2 separate regions of the Sus scrofa genome follow, and region 1 is linked to region 2. Evidence: chromatin contacts called from public HiChIP or PLAC-seq data. All regions are on one chromosome and are shown on one strand. Each heading gives the region's core, a stretch centred on a gene start, on an enhancer-like site or on the middle of the called end of the contact. The rest is flanking DNA. Distances are from core to core; before and after follow the strand shown.

Evidence for each region. HiChIP or PLAC-seq counts read pairs in DNA pulled down with a chosen protein or histone mark.
Region 1: an H3K27ac HiChIP or PLAC-seq map of alveolar macrophages shows a contact between it and region 2. The contact joins two enhancer-like sites. A contact is called at or near these places in 1 of 47 Hi-C or Micro-C datasets (fibroblasts) and 2 of 2 datasets of contacts at active chromatin or transcription factors (alveolar macrophages and skeletal muscle).

Annotation. Positions count from the first base shown.
Region 1 is chr13:32,045,192-32,048,935 of Sscrofa11.1, reverse strand. The region is part of intron 1 of DAG1 (dystroglycan); the gene reads right to left. Among named protein-coding and RNA genes, the nearest start is that of DAG1, 19 kb to the right of the region's middle. Within about 2 kb of position 2,230, at least 8 of the 83 cell types and tissues checked have an H3K27ac peak or open chromatin away from gene starts, as enhancers often do. A contact at or near this core is called in alveolar macrophages, where this site is marked.
Region 2 is chr13:31,909,517-31,913,591 of Sscrofa11.1, reverse strand. No RefSeq gene overlaps it. Among named protein-coding and RNA genes, the nearest start is that of GPX1, 5.8 kb to the left of the region's middle. Within about 2 kb of position 2,056, at least 22 of the 83 cell types and tissues checked have an H3K27ac peak or open chromatin away from gene starts, as enhancers often do. A contact at or near this core is called in alveolar macrophages, where this site is marked.

The DNA of each region.
Region 1 (3,744 bases), core at 981-3,480, 140 kb before region 2:
AACTGGTTTGACAAGGACTGCAGAGCAACTGAGAGGCTGAGCTGGGCCTGGCCTTTCCTCAGGCCCCACTACCCTGTCACAGAAGTGGTGCTCTGAGTACCTGCTATGAGCAAAGTATAAATAAAAGGAAAGAAAGCAGGAGTTCCCATCATGGCGCAGTGGTTAACGAATCCGACTAGGAACCATGAGGTTGCGGGTTCGGTCCCTGCCCTTGCTCAGTGGGTTAACGATCCGGCGTTGCCGTGAGCTGTGGTGTAGGTTGCAGACGCGGCTCGGATCCCACATTGCTGTGGCTCTGGCGTAGGCCGGTGGCTACAGCTCTGATTCAACCCCTAGCCTGGGAATCTCCATATGCCGCGGGAGCGGCCTAAGAAACAGCAACAACAACAACAACAACAACAAAAGACAAAAAAAAAAAAAAGAAAGCAGCACTCCGGAGGAAGACCCAAACCACCTCAGTCTTGTCAAAGGGACCAAACCTGAGGCTGACCAAGCCTTGAGATCCTGCTACCGATTCACAGGAAATATGGAGAAAAGCATGTTGAACAGCACCCTCGAACACAATCTGCTGAATCTGGACTGTGGGAGATTCTACAAGTCTAAAAGCCCGGGTTCTTCAGTAGATAATTACAGAGAAAAGGGACAGAGGGGAGAAAACGTAAATAAAGCAACTTATAAGATATGCCAACTTAAAAGATATGCCAACTTAAAAAAAAGACAAAATTAAAATGCAGTGTCTAAGGATAGACATTTCAGAGATAAAACAATTGTTAAAAGCAAGGAAATGGATACAAAAAGACAAGATGGGATCACCTTGGGAAGGAACGGGAGGGGAGTTGTGGCAGAGTTGGGGCCCACAAAGGGACCTGTAGTGAAACCAACAATGCTCTGTTTCTTGACCTTATAATTCACTAAGCTATACTTTTTTTTTTGGGGGGGGGGTTGTTTTCTCCATTTTTGTTTCATCTTACACTAGTAAAGTTTTTTAAATTTAGAAACATATATTTTAAAAATAAGATGAAATAAACATAAAACCAGCCCTGGAAGAGCTTGAGGACTTTATGAAACAGCATATGCAAAAAGACAATCCCAACAGGAAGCACAGAACAGAGAGGGTGGCCTCATAGGCAACTGTGTGGTGACCTCTCTTTCAGGGGTTGGGCCTTGGGAACCACCACTGGCTGTTCATCCAGGTCCCACACTCCAATAGCTTTGCTGCTTACTAAGCTCATGTTGTAGCTACCTGCATAGCTCCCTTATCCCTCTCAACTGGTTCCCAGGGATATAGTAAAGGTGTTGAGGTTTTTTTTAAAAACAAGGTGCCCCCAAATCCTGACAATGTATCCAGTCATTACTCCCTTCCACAGTAGACTTTCCTGATTCCCAGAGACTGAAAAGTTTTAACTTCCTCCCCAGGTCAAGCACACCAGCATTGTCTTTTAGGCTCCTCAACTCTGGGCTAGTACAATCTCACAGCCTCTGTTTCTGTTCAGCTGGCTCTATCTATGCCACCAGAACTCCATCCTCTCATGGTTGGCCAAAGCCTCCATCCCCATCTCCCACCCCTACCACTAGCTGACATGGCCCCATAGTGGCCTCTAGTCTCCACTCCTCTCCATCCCCAGACAGTAACCCACTGCACTCCTCACCTCCAACCTCCTTCAGCTGACTTAGGGATTAAAAGAGAAAACACAAGAGTTCCCTGGTAGCCTAGCAGTTAAGGATCCAGTGCTGTCACTGCTATGGCTTGGTCACTGCTGTGGCCTGGGTTCAATCCCAGGCCTAGAAATTTCCACATGCCATAGGCAAGGCCACAAAAAAACAAAAAACAGCAAATATGGCAAAGTTCCTCTGCACACTGTGAGTGATCTTCTCCCTCCCTACCCCGTTCCAAGGTTCATCTTTCCTAATTCCCCTCCCATCTCCTCCTGCAGCTTCCTCAATTATCCTGCAAAGCCCCCCTAACACACACCCTCATCCAAATCATTATCAAACCAAAAGGGGTACCCACAGTTCACTGTGACCACTCCCTGCAACTCCATCTCGAAGACCCCATCAGAATCGCCTAAGGCATCAGGGTCAGGAAATGGCTCAATAGGACACAGACACATCAATGTGTACCCAAATGTCAGCTTGGCTTTGAAAATAATCTAGAATGGCTTACAAGCTAAGATCCTCTCCCTGATCCCTTATGCCCCCCACTTCCCCTTACGATGAATCAGAGGCACATGGCAGTACCATCAGGTTCTCCAAACTACACTTCTTCTGAAAAAGATTAACTGAGGCGTTCCCGCTGTGGCTCAGAAGTAATAAACCCAACTAATATCCATAAGGATGTGGATTCAATCCCTGGCCTCATTAAGGATCTGGCACTGCCATGAGCTACAGTGTAGGTCATAAATGCAGCTCAGATCTGGCATTTCTGTGGCTATGGCGTAGGCCAGCAGCTGCAGCTCTGATTTGACCCCTAGCCTGGGAACTTCTGTATGCTGCAGGTATGGCCTTAAAAAGCCCAAAAAAAAAAAAAAAAAATCAACTGAAGGGAAACAATAATCACTTATCCACACTCTTTTCTTCAGGGCAGGGGTAGGGCCCAATCCTCTCTTATCCATCACCAATCGATTTCCAGGGCCTAGCACAGTGCCCTGGACATGACAGTGACTCAAAAACCATCTGCTTTAATGAACAAATAACTGAAACTCAGTGCCAACTGGGCCTGCTTGCTGGGTGCCAGATGACAGTCCCCTCCATAGCGCATGGTTAGCCTGTCTTATAGAGCCATTTAACAGTTAATATTTAATTTTAAACACTTCCTAAATCAAACTCCTCTTTTCTTTAACTTTTTCCAAGTATAACATATATTCATTAGGTAAGGTGATGCATGAAAAGAAAAGGACCTGACACAAATACACACCTTAGGTTTCTCACTACGGCTCAACAGGTTAAGGATCTGGCACTACTGCAGCTGCAGCTCAGATTCAATCCCTGGCCTGGGAACTTCCATATGCCACAGGTGCAAGAGGGGAAGGAAAAAAAAAACCCTTAAAATATATATACAGGAGTTCCCTGGTGGCCTAGTGAATTAAGGATCTGGGGTGGTGTTGTCACTACTATGGCTCAAGTCACTGCTGAGGAGAGGTTGGAGCCCTGGCCTGGGAACTTCCGTGTGCCGTGGGTGCAGCCAAAAACAAACAAACAAAAAAACAAAACAACAACAACAAAAAACACACATATACGCATACATACAAAATACAAACAATCTTAATCTAGTCACTCATATCATCTTATGTGTGTAATGTTTCTGTGCTTCAGACAACCTGCATGAGCAGACCAGCTAAGGAACTTGTATACACACAAGTGTCCTGCTTTTGCCACCCCAGATCCAAATTCAAAATAAAACAGCCAAGGTCAATAATCCTGTCACAACGATAAGGAGTCTGCAGTGCCTGCAATAAAAATGGGCTTATTTCTACACAGGATTCTGTTGTACTGAGAATCAGTTCCTGTACAGTGGCCTCCTCTGGACTGTTCTGAACTGCCCCAGGACTACTCCCAGGCTGGGAGAAGCCCTGTGGGCTCTGCTTCCCCTCTACCCTATCAGAGGATTAAGACTGAGCATTTAGAGATTTTCAGCTCCCCTCTGGTGGTATCATGTCATTTTCTTATCTGTTAAAAGCCAACGGCTCTACCCTCACTGTCTCTAACACAAAGGTCAAAGACCAAATGCCTTCACCATCTGGAAAT
Region 2 (4,075 bases), core at 807-3,306:
ACCTCAAACTCGCAGCCCAGCCCATCTCACTCCCTCCCCCTCCCCCTTGGCAGCTGTCTGTTCTCTTTTTTTTGTTTCTGGTTTTTTGTTTTGTTTTGCTTTTTGGGTCGGTTTCTGTTTTGCAGATAGAGAATCAGGAGTCATGATTACATCTGTGACTGGTCAACTTACTTCCCCAGAGGGTAAGAGTCTGGGAGGTGGAATGAAGCTGGTCATCTCCTCAGGGTCCATAGGGCATCGTGATTGACATGAATCAGCAGATGTCTGTCATTTAATATAAAGAAAACAACTTTCCTTTCAAAACAGGGCCAAGAATTGTTGATGGTCACTTGCAGACTGATCAACTCAGGAACCAAACCCGAGTCCTCATGGATATTAGTTGGTCTCATTACCACTGAACTACAATGGGAACTACACTGGCTAATGGCTTCTTGACCACTCTTCAGCTTCACTGTCACTCATTCCCTCCAAGAGGCAAGCATGATGCTCTCTGCTGGGCCAGGCTTTCTAATGTATTTTCAAAGTACCCTGTACTCCGTTCATAGAACAAAATATGCATTTTGTGATAACAGAGTCAAGTACATGACACAGGAGTAAGTGAGTGTTGCGAAAAGGAGCAAAGGGCATTTAGGGAAAAGATGTGGCATTTAGGGAGTTAGCTGACCTTTAGCTGAACCATTGTGGCTCAGAGGTAACGAACCCAACTAGTTAGTATCCATGAAGATGCAGGTTCGATCCCTGGCCTTGCTCAGTGGGTTAAGGATCCAGCATTGCTGTGAGCTATGCTGTGGGTCGCAGACGTGGCTTGGATCCTGTGTTGCTATGGCTGTGGTATAGGCCAGCTGCTGCAGCTCCGATTAGACTCCTGGCCTGGGAACTTCCATATGCCTCAGGTGCGGCCGTTGAAAAGACAAAATAATAATAATAATAAAGAAGCCACTAGCCAAGGAAGAAGCTGAAGGAGGGCAGACCGGCAAGGAGTTCATTGTGCCAGGGCCTGAGGTGGAAAGTTAGCGTCAATGACAAATGGAGAACACAAGGAGAAGCAGGTGCAAGAAGGAGATGAGCTCAGATCCAGATGGAGATATCTGGGGCAAGTGCTTACAAGAGGCTCAGAAAAGGAATTTGGGTTAGAGACAAAGTTCTAGTCAAGAGGTCAGTAAGTAGCCATTGGAGGGGATAAGGTCTCACCTGGGGAGAACGGCAAGAAGACCTGGGGGCCTAAACCTATTCGAAATCCTATTGACTCACAATCCTGGGTGAGGTGGCAAAGAGGTAGATGGATAGAGTCAGGATCCAAGGGAAGGGGCATTTCATAAAAACGGTTATCTGCACAAGTGTTTGTGGACTGAGAGACTGAGTGTTCCTTAGCAAATGTAGTACAGATTTGTTGTTGTGGGGTGGGGGGATGGGGGGCAGTTAGAGCTGAAACAAGACAGCCTGTGCCCCAAATGGACTAGGTCCTGTTCTAGGAGCTAATATATAATGCCTGAGAATCACCTGAGGGCTTGTTAAAATCTATATCCACAACCAGCCTCCAGAGTTGTTGACGTGGAAAGTCTGGGGATTTAGGATCTTACTCAATGACCTTTAGCTGAACCCATAAGGACAGCCTTCCTGCTCCAACTCTCTTCTTTCCTGTAAAGGGTCAGTGTGGCCCAAGCCACACTCTGTTGTTGGCTCTGGAGTGGGAACACAGGCCTTTTTGAACTGATACCAACCTCTTCCCTTCAGGGTGCCTGGTGACTCACCCCTCCATGCCCACTTTTTTTTTTTTTTTCTTCAGTTTATGCCTTGAGCTGCCAGAAAAGGGAACTTCTGAGATTCCCATGTGGCTGACCCTGGCTGGTGAATATTCCTTCTCAGACTTGAAGCTGCTTGCCCCCTTCAACTGTCCATACCAACCCTCTCCTTTTCAGGAAGACTCAGAATAAAGCCAGTTAACACTGCATCTTCCTACCCAAGAAACTAGACATCTTCCCCTAGCACACACACACACACATTCTTTCTCATACAACCACACAACTGCTACTGGCTCTGACCTGTACCCACTCCACCCCATTGTGAATCAGCAGCTCAAATTAAACAAGTAAAAGTGAAGGAATCCCAGTGAGCCTGCCTGAGGTCCTGGCCTTTGGTAGTAGTGCCTCCAGGACATCGCTTGATCTGGGGGCAGGCAGCAGCATATAGGCCACAGGTCTTCTGAAAAGGGAATGAGCCCTTCTGTTTCCCAATAGGTTCAGAGCCTCCATTTTAGTAGTTCTTCCAGAAATGCTGCTGTTAAATTTTTTTTTGGTGTTTTTTTAAAAACATAATATCTGATAAAATATATATATGTAGATTAAATCACAATGTACACACTAAATATTTTACAATTTTATCTGTCAAGTATACCTCCATAGAACTGAAAAAAAAAGATAAAATTCATCTGATTCAGGCATTTCTTGCACAATTACCCCTGTATCAGATGACTTCCTTATTCTGTCTCAATGTCGTTCTACAAACATTATTTAAAACAAGCTTATTTTCGGAGTTCCCGTCGTGGCGCAGTAGTTAACGAATCCGACTAAGAACCATGAGGTTGCGGGTTTGGTCCCTGCCCTTGCTCAGTGGGTTAACAATCTGGCATTGCAGTGAGCTGTGGTGTAGGTTGCAGACGCAGCTCGGATCCCGCGTTGCTGTGGCTCTGGCGTAGGCCAGTGGCTACAGCTCCGATTCGACCCCTAGCCTGGGAACCACCATATGCTGCGGGAGCGGCCCAAAAAAATAGCAAAAAAAAAAAAAAAAAAAAAAAAGCAGCTTATTTTTAAAGAGGCATTTCTATCTTGATCAGTCTTTTCATACAGGTTCTAACTTTGGGGTAATACTGGGTAAAAAAAATACTGGAACTGGCTATAGATTTCCCCAAGAGAACACAGCATGGATTTATAAAGAATGGGCAGGGATCCCTGTCAGAGTACTATGAATTTGGCAGGTTTTTGTTTTTACAATCACCAAATAGGCTGGAAGAGCATGCTTTTATACATGGAGGTGTGACACACCTGGGCTGGCACTAAAATAAAGCCCAGAGGAGTTCCCGTCTTGGTGCAGCGGAAACGAATCTGACTAGGAACCATGAGGTTGTGGGTTCGACCCCTGGCCTCGCTCAGTGGGTTAAGGATCCGGCGTTGCCATGAGCTGTGGTATAGGTCGAAGATGCAGCTTGGATCTGGTATTGCTGTGGGTCTGGTATAGGCTGGCAGCTACAGCTCTGATTAGACCCTTAGCCTGGGAACCTCCATATGCCTTGAGTGCAGCCCTATACAGACAAGAGACAAAAAAAAAAAGATCCCAGCTGGGGCTGGTCAGCAAGTTACTGGGCATTGAGCGCTGCTGGGATGGGAAGGAGGAGCTCAAATGAGAGAAGTTCTTGCCCAAGGAGTGAGGGTTCACAGGCCCTGGCCCTGGGCATAAGAGAGAAGCAAACGTGAGATCTGACATTCTTCAACTTTGACCTACCCACGAATTCAAATGCTGACTTGTCATGTGAAAAAACAAAAACAAAAACATCAACTAGGTGGGCCACTCGCTGGTGGTATTCCCTTAGTTGCATCCAGAGGCATTGAGACTGACAGGATATGACAGTGATGTGCTGGCAGAGGCCCAGTAGCCTTTCCATCATTTATCCTGCAGACAGAAACCCTATCCTCTCTACCAGGCCCAGTGTAGTTGTGGCCAGAAAGGCCAAGGTAGGAGTCCACAGAACAAGCTCACTTAATCCAAATGGAGTATTCAAAGACATATGCAGCCCACCTTGGGTGGTGTCCTACAGTCCTGCAGGCCAACTGGCTCCACAGGGGGGCAAATGGAGGGGATCTGAGCACCCTTGCAAGAGAAGTATGTTACCCCAGCCTCCTCTTCCTCTGTCCCCAGCACATAACTATGCCTATACATGTGTGCGAATCTAAAGAAGCCCTACGGCACACTTTATTTTTTCTTTTTTTAAGGCTGCATCCACAGCATATGGAGGTTCCCAGGCTCGGGGTAAAATTGGAGCTGTAGCTGCCAGCCTATGTCACAGCCACAGCAACGCAGG